Linked DNA regions of Capsicum annuum: region 1 is linked to region 2. The links are chromatin contacts, called in public Hi-C maps. All regions are on one chromosome and are shown on one strand. The core of a region is the stretch at or near the end of the contact, and the rest is flanking DNA. Distances in the headings are between cores, read along the strand shown. Region 1 holds the start of LOC107856879. Region 2 overlaps LOC107856873 (mRNA-capping enzyme).

Region 1 (2,725 bases), core at 80-2,579, 310 kb before region 2:
TTTTCACTAAGATGAGCTCCAAACTTTATTCTCTAGTTTCTTCCATCAAAATACACTTTCGAGTTTAAACAACATGATAAGCTCAGAAAAGGGCAACCCGCAAGAAAGAATAACACTAAAAACAGTTAAGCAATGCATAAAGCTTTTTTTTTTCTCCAATACACCCTCATAAATAGAACCTAATATGAAGAGTAAAGTGAGATCATTGCCTCATTTCTATTGTAAAATCAAAGAACAAAAACAAAATCAAATGTTTATCGGTTCCGCAGCGCAGATAACATACCCAGTTACTAGCCTTCCCCTGGATTATACCATCTTCCTAATAAAACTAAAAGTGGGAATCAGTTTTGGGGGGATTTTAACTTTAATTGAATAACATTTGTTTGAATATTAATGAAACGCAGACGGGAAGAAGTTGAACCTCATTAACTGGAGTGAACCAACGAAGGCCAAATCTGGGATTTGTTTTTGTGGGCTCATTCACTTCATTAAGCGAAGTGAGATAAGCAGTTTGGGAGACATTGAACTCCGCAGCAACAGATTGTAGCCATTTATCATCTTTCTCTTCCTCCAGCACACATACAGCAGCCGGGTTCCCTTTAAATGCTGTATCAGTGAAGGCATCCACCTGAGTAAGTTGAAAAAAAAATGCAATTAATTATTTGCTAATTGAATAATGAAAATAGTAGTACTCAATGGGGATTAAGAGAGATTACCACAACGTATTTCACCAGCTTCTTGGCCATTGTACAAAGCAAACAAAGATTAGTCAAGAATTGTAATTAGTAGCCTGGTATTAGCAATGACATATAGAGGATATTACAGTCAATAAAGCAGCTATTGGGTCACTTGGTCAATGGGTGGGTCGGTGGTTCTTGGGGATCAAGTTACCAAATTATCAATTTGTAATTGCCAACCTTTTCTTTGTTGTTGTTTCTTCTTGACTAATGTATTAGTCTTCGTTGGCGTCTCGGTAATTTAATCTTTTTGGAATCTATAGTGTAAGTTAATCTGATTACATCATCGTCATTTTGAACAAATACTGATCTCATTTTGGTACTAATACATTTGCTGGTTTACAAAATATACATAATGAAACAGGACATACAAATAGTAACTACTGGTCAATGAAACAACCTTTTGATCGCCTTTTGCTTGACCGCTTAATATACATCATCTTCATATTTGTTTAATTCCATCTGTGCTGATCTGTATCCACAAGCACAGTAATACGTACCAGAGGAATGTTTCTACGTGCTCACAAAGCCAACTTTGAGTAACCAAGATTTACATCTTTATTACCATCATTTACTCTATACTATCTTAATTCCTATAATTGGGACGTTGGCAGACATCACCTTTGACATATAAATATATCATCTTATGTTTTTGGTTGAGATTAAAAATATATAGTCATTCTTCTTCTTCCTCCTCATTTTATCTAGCGGGGTTTTCAATTTTATTGAATCTCTATTGGTTTATGCTAGGCTCCTAGTTTATATTAGAAGAGTTCGTTAAACCCTGAGGATACACCTATATTAGGTGAATTTTATTGAATCTTTGTTAGTTTATGACTCCTAATTTATATTCAAAGAGTTTGTTAAATCCTAGAGATATACTTATACCGGTGAAATATCTTAGGAACAGTGTCCGTCATGCCTCAAACTATGTAGTGTTCATGAAAAATATATTTTACTAAGATTTTCAACACCAAGTTTGATGCGCATTAAAATTGAGACATTTTAATCTATAATATATTAAGACTTAAGTCATCGTCAGACCCTCAAACTTGTCCCGAAAATTCACTTAGACCTCTCAACTAAGGTCTGTACCTATCAGGTCCTCAACTGCTAAAATTGATACCTATCAGGCACAAATTGCTGATTTGGCAAGGAAAGTGTTTAGGCGCGTGAATATAAGAGCAAAAATTATTTTACTTTTTTTAATTAAAAAATCTATACTTTAATTATTTTATTAATATAATTTTATAATAACAATAATTTTTTATTTTTTTTTTAAAAAGAAAAGCACCCCCACCACCCCACCCCCAAGCCGTTGTCTTCACCAAGCATACCCACCCCCAAGCCGAGAAAATGAAAATGGTCACGGAAATTACCTTCAAAGCTATGGCAAAGTCATTGAAGTTGGAAGAATATTGCTTCTTGAAACACATATTTTGTTTAAAAATTTTGAAAACAAAATGGAAAATGAATCTAAAATGGAAGTGAGGGTGAAATGAAGAACTCATAGCAGCCATGGGAGTGAGGGGGAAATGGAAAATGCTGCAAAACAAGAAAATGGGTAAAAATAATTTTCCGACAAAACTCCATGTTTTTCGATAAGCTTAGTATGAATTTGAAATTACTTTCTTTGAAATTATTAAAGAATTCAAAGTAAGAAAGTGTGTCATAAAAGTTTATATTTAAAATTAATTTGAAAAAAATTGAGTGGTGTGATTAGGAGAAAAGAATAACAAAGGCAAAAAATGAAGAAGAAAATGGGGAAGAAGATGAAGAGAGCGTGGGGGCGGGGGCGGGTAGGGGGGGTATGACATTTATTTTATTTTATTTTTTTAAAAAATTATAATTATTTTTTAATAATTATTTGGGCCCTCAATGCCACATATCATCATTTAATTGGTCGTTTTTGCCATGTCATGGCAAGTGTAATACACATTCACATTTGTTGCTAATTAACAAAATGTGCCTAATAGGAATAATTTTCT
Region 2 (2,984 bases), core at 342-2,841:
ACTAAATTAAAAAAAAGAGGGGGGGGGGGGGGGGGGGGGGGGGGGGTGTTAAGAATTTCAGCAAATGAACTAACATCCAAAGGGGTATTTATGCGCCTAAATTTGAACAGTGAGGACACTAGTGAGCTAGATTTGTAACGGAGAGTATATCTAGACTTTTGTCCAAAGTTTAGAGTATATTTGACTTTTTTTTCCTTTTCTAAATAATATACAGAAGCATGAAAAAGGAGTGAATAATATGTTACAACTGTCAAATTATAGTATAATGTAAAAATTATCATCAGTCAAATTATAGTATAAGGCAAAAATATCTACATTACCAGTGTATATAAAGTAAGCACTTGTCTAATTGACCAATTTAGGCAGCAGAGTATTACCTCCATCAAGTTAGCACGCAGTCATCAAATTAAAGTAGTTCATATTAAACAACAACATACTTAAATATTGGTAACTTCACCACCACAAATGAACCTACACCAGCTTGAAGTAAACTTCAGACTATAGGAAGCATGACTATTGCTAACCACTTTGAAGTAGCCAACTTTGGGCTCACCATATGCGTCACACGGACATCTTTAAGAAGTCCTCCCCTTTCAATCTTAGCTTTGCACTATCTAGCTAATCAAGAGAAATAATCCTTGTGTATTCAATTCAGACAGGAAACATACTAAGGACTCATTTGGTAGAATGTATTATAAAAAATAATGCATATATTAGCTTTGTGCATTACTAATATTTTGTTTGGTACGCTTTTTCATCCCATGTATAACTAACATTAGTTAAACACTCTACTTGATATTAAGGTGTGCATAACTAAAACATGAAAATCCATAGTTTTAGTATGCAATGGATTCGAGTGCATGCATTAGCATGAAAAGACAAAATTGTCTCCCTTTCATATCCTTTACGGAGGGCATTTTTAAAAATAAATATTATTATTTTTTAAAAATTGTGCAATTCATGTTACTTTTAATGCATCCAACCAAACACTGCATAAAAAAAATGCAAGCATTACTACTATACCATATTTTTGTATTATTCTTATACAGCTTACCAAACGACCCCAAAAGGATTATATATGGCTTTAGCTTTCGCAGATAATTCACCATTTGGCGTCTTGCGTTTGGTGATACTTTCGGCATTTGATCGTAAAAGCTCCTGCCGAATTAAAAATACCATCACAGACTTCACTTCTCAAAAAGCCTCGTGAGCACCGCTGCGAGTAACGAAAGACACTGCCAATCCTAACAGCTACTTCAAAGCTGTGACTGAAGCTTATACCAAAGAGGCTGCATTAAGGAGTATTGCCTCCATTCATCGCTCCACTTTATAACTGCTTCCAGGTGAGTCCAACAACTTCAAGTGCTGTTTCCTAGAACTGTCTTCAACATGTGCGACAGAGGTTTGGTCTTACAGTAACTTTGGTTATTCCATTTTTTTATTACCCAAGAAATAAAAGCATACTGTTTTCTAGTATTCCAATGATGTGTACCAAAAAAATAAAATAATTTACCAGGCTACTAAATTGTGAAGACAGAAAACAAGAGTTAATATTTCATTTCAAGATTACAGCTCCTACATGTGACAATCACCGAACAGTATCCTTTTACCGCAACTTACAGTACAGGTATGAAATCACAAGGCTCCACTTTGAGCAATAAATTTGAAAGGAAGGAATAATGAGCAAACACGTTACCAATTGCGCTAATCTTTCCTAGAAATTTTTCCAAACACCACCTACACCTCCTATTCGATATTGCCTTCCCATACTTGTATCCATCTTTCAACTTGACAAAACAGAACATGAGAAGAAAAAGACCTCCCGAATGATAAATGACGACTGCAATGAACCTGCAGTCATTTCTAATTGACTAATAACCTCCTCCGTTGCCTCTCATCTCAATTCCCCAATGGTGGGGAGGGCAAAAAGAAGATATATCCCCATATTGTCACCCTCTCAACTTGGCAAATCAAATTTGAGAAGGAAACTACACCCAAATGATATGAATGACGACTGCAAAGAACCTGCAGTCATTTTTAACTAGAAAAATACACCCAAATGATGCGGCAACAAACAGAAAAATCCCTCACTGCCTTGTCCAGACATTTCTAATAGGCCTACTGTGACGCTTTACCCAGTCAGCATACATAGGTAGAGCTGCAATTTTATCAATCTCATTCAACAAGGCATCCTCTGTAAGATTGCCCTGAGTCTCGTGTTTTGCCTATCCATAAGATGTTTCTTGAGTCAATAATAGCCGGAAAAGCTGTAAATGAAGGATGATGTTGCTATATGACAAACCTCCTCATAGACACTTATAGAATCTGGGTTTGATTTGTCTGTTTGCATCTGCACAAAGATCCAAGCATCTTCATGAGAATTCCAGGAACACTCAATTATCCTACCCGAGTACAACGATAAATCAGTTTCATCTGCAGGAGAAAGCACCATTCAGGCCAAACTTGGTTTGAAGAAAACTTGAGGCGGCAGCCATATTATCTAAGCAACAAAATCTGCTAAACATTCCTAATAGAATTCAAGGGATAGTTCTTCATATTCTTACTGCCAGCTGGAACAGACGGCTTCGGAAATAAAGCAAAGAAGAGAAGAGATCTCTTTACCACTGGAAACTCATAGGACATAGAGTTCAGAGAGAGGAGGAAAAGAGCAGATACCTTTAAACATCACTCTGCAACCTTCAATTAGTTTATTGTTTCCATGTTCTTGCAGATAAAGCAACTTGCTACCTTCAACTCCCACCTGACAATGCCAACTTGTTAATCAGATTACCCTGGTACTAAAGTTATCAGTTATCACAACCATTTAGTGATGTTATCTCCTACTGCTATGTGCAGACAGGAAAAAGCTCGAGCATATATGCACTCATAATATACAGCAGTTTGGGATCTAAAGAAGACAGAAAATATAACCACCTCAAAGAGAAAATCAACAGTATTTGTTCTGGGATATTTCCATTTCAAAC

Evidence for each region. A called contact is a pair of places that touch in the nucleus more often than the background predicts.
Region 1: a Hi-C map of bud shows a contact between it and region 2, with 3 times the contacts expected there. The contact joins the promoter of LOC107856879 here to the enhancer-like site in region 2. A contact is called at or near these places in 3 of 5 Hi-C or Micro-C datasets (bud, leaf and placenta).

What each region holds. Positions count from the first base shown.
Region 1 is chr9:154,981,070-154,983,794 of UCD10Xv1.1, reverse strand. LOC107856879 reads right to left here and starts at 1,329. Exons shown (of 5, transcript XM_047397052.1): 1 at 717-1,329; 2 at 422-628. The coding sequence starts at 746.
Region 2 is chr9:154,675,543-154,678,526 of UCD10Xv1.1, reverse strand. It overlaps LOC107856873 (mRNA-capping enzyme), which reads right to left. Exons shown (of 11, transcript XM_047397051.1): 8 at 2,935-2,984; 9 at 2,677-2,761; 10 at 2,303-2,433; 11 at 1,529-2,225. The coding sequence ends at 2,088. Among protein-coding and RNA genes, the nearest start is that of LOC107856873, 23 kb to the right of the region's middle. Within about 2 kb of position 1,591, at least 4 of the 5 cell types and tissues checked have an H3K27ac peak or open chromatin away from gene starts, as enhancers often do. A contact at or near this core is called in bud and leaf, where this site is marked.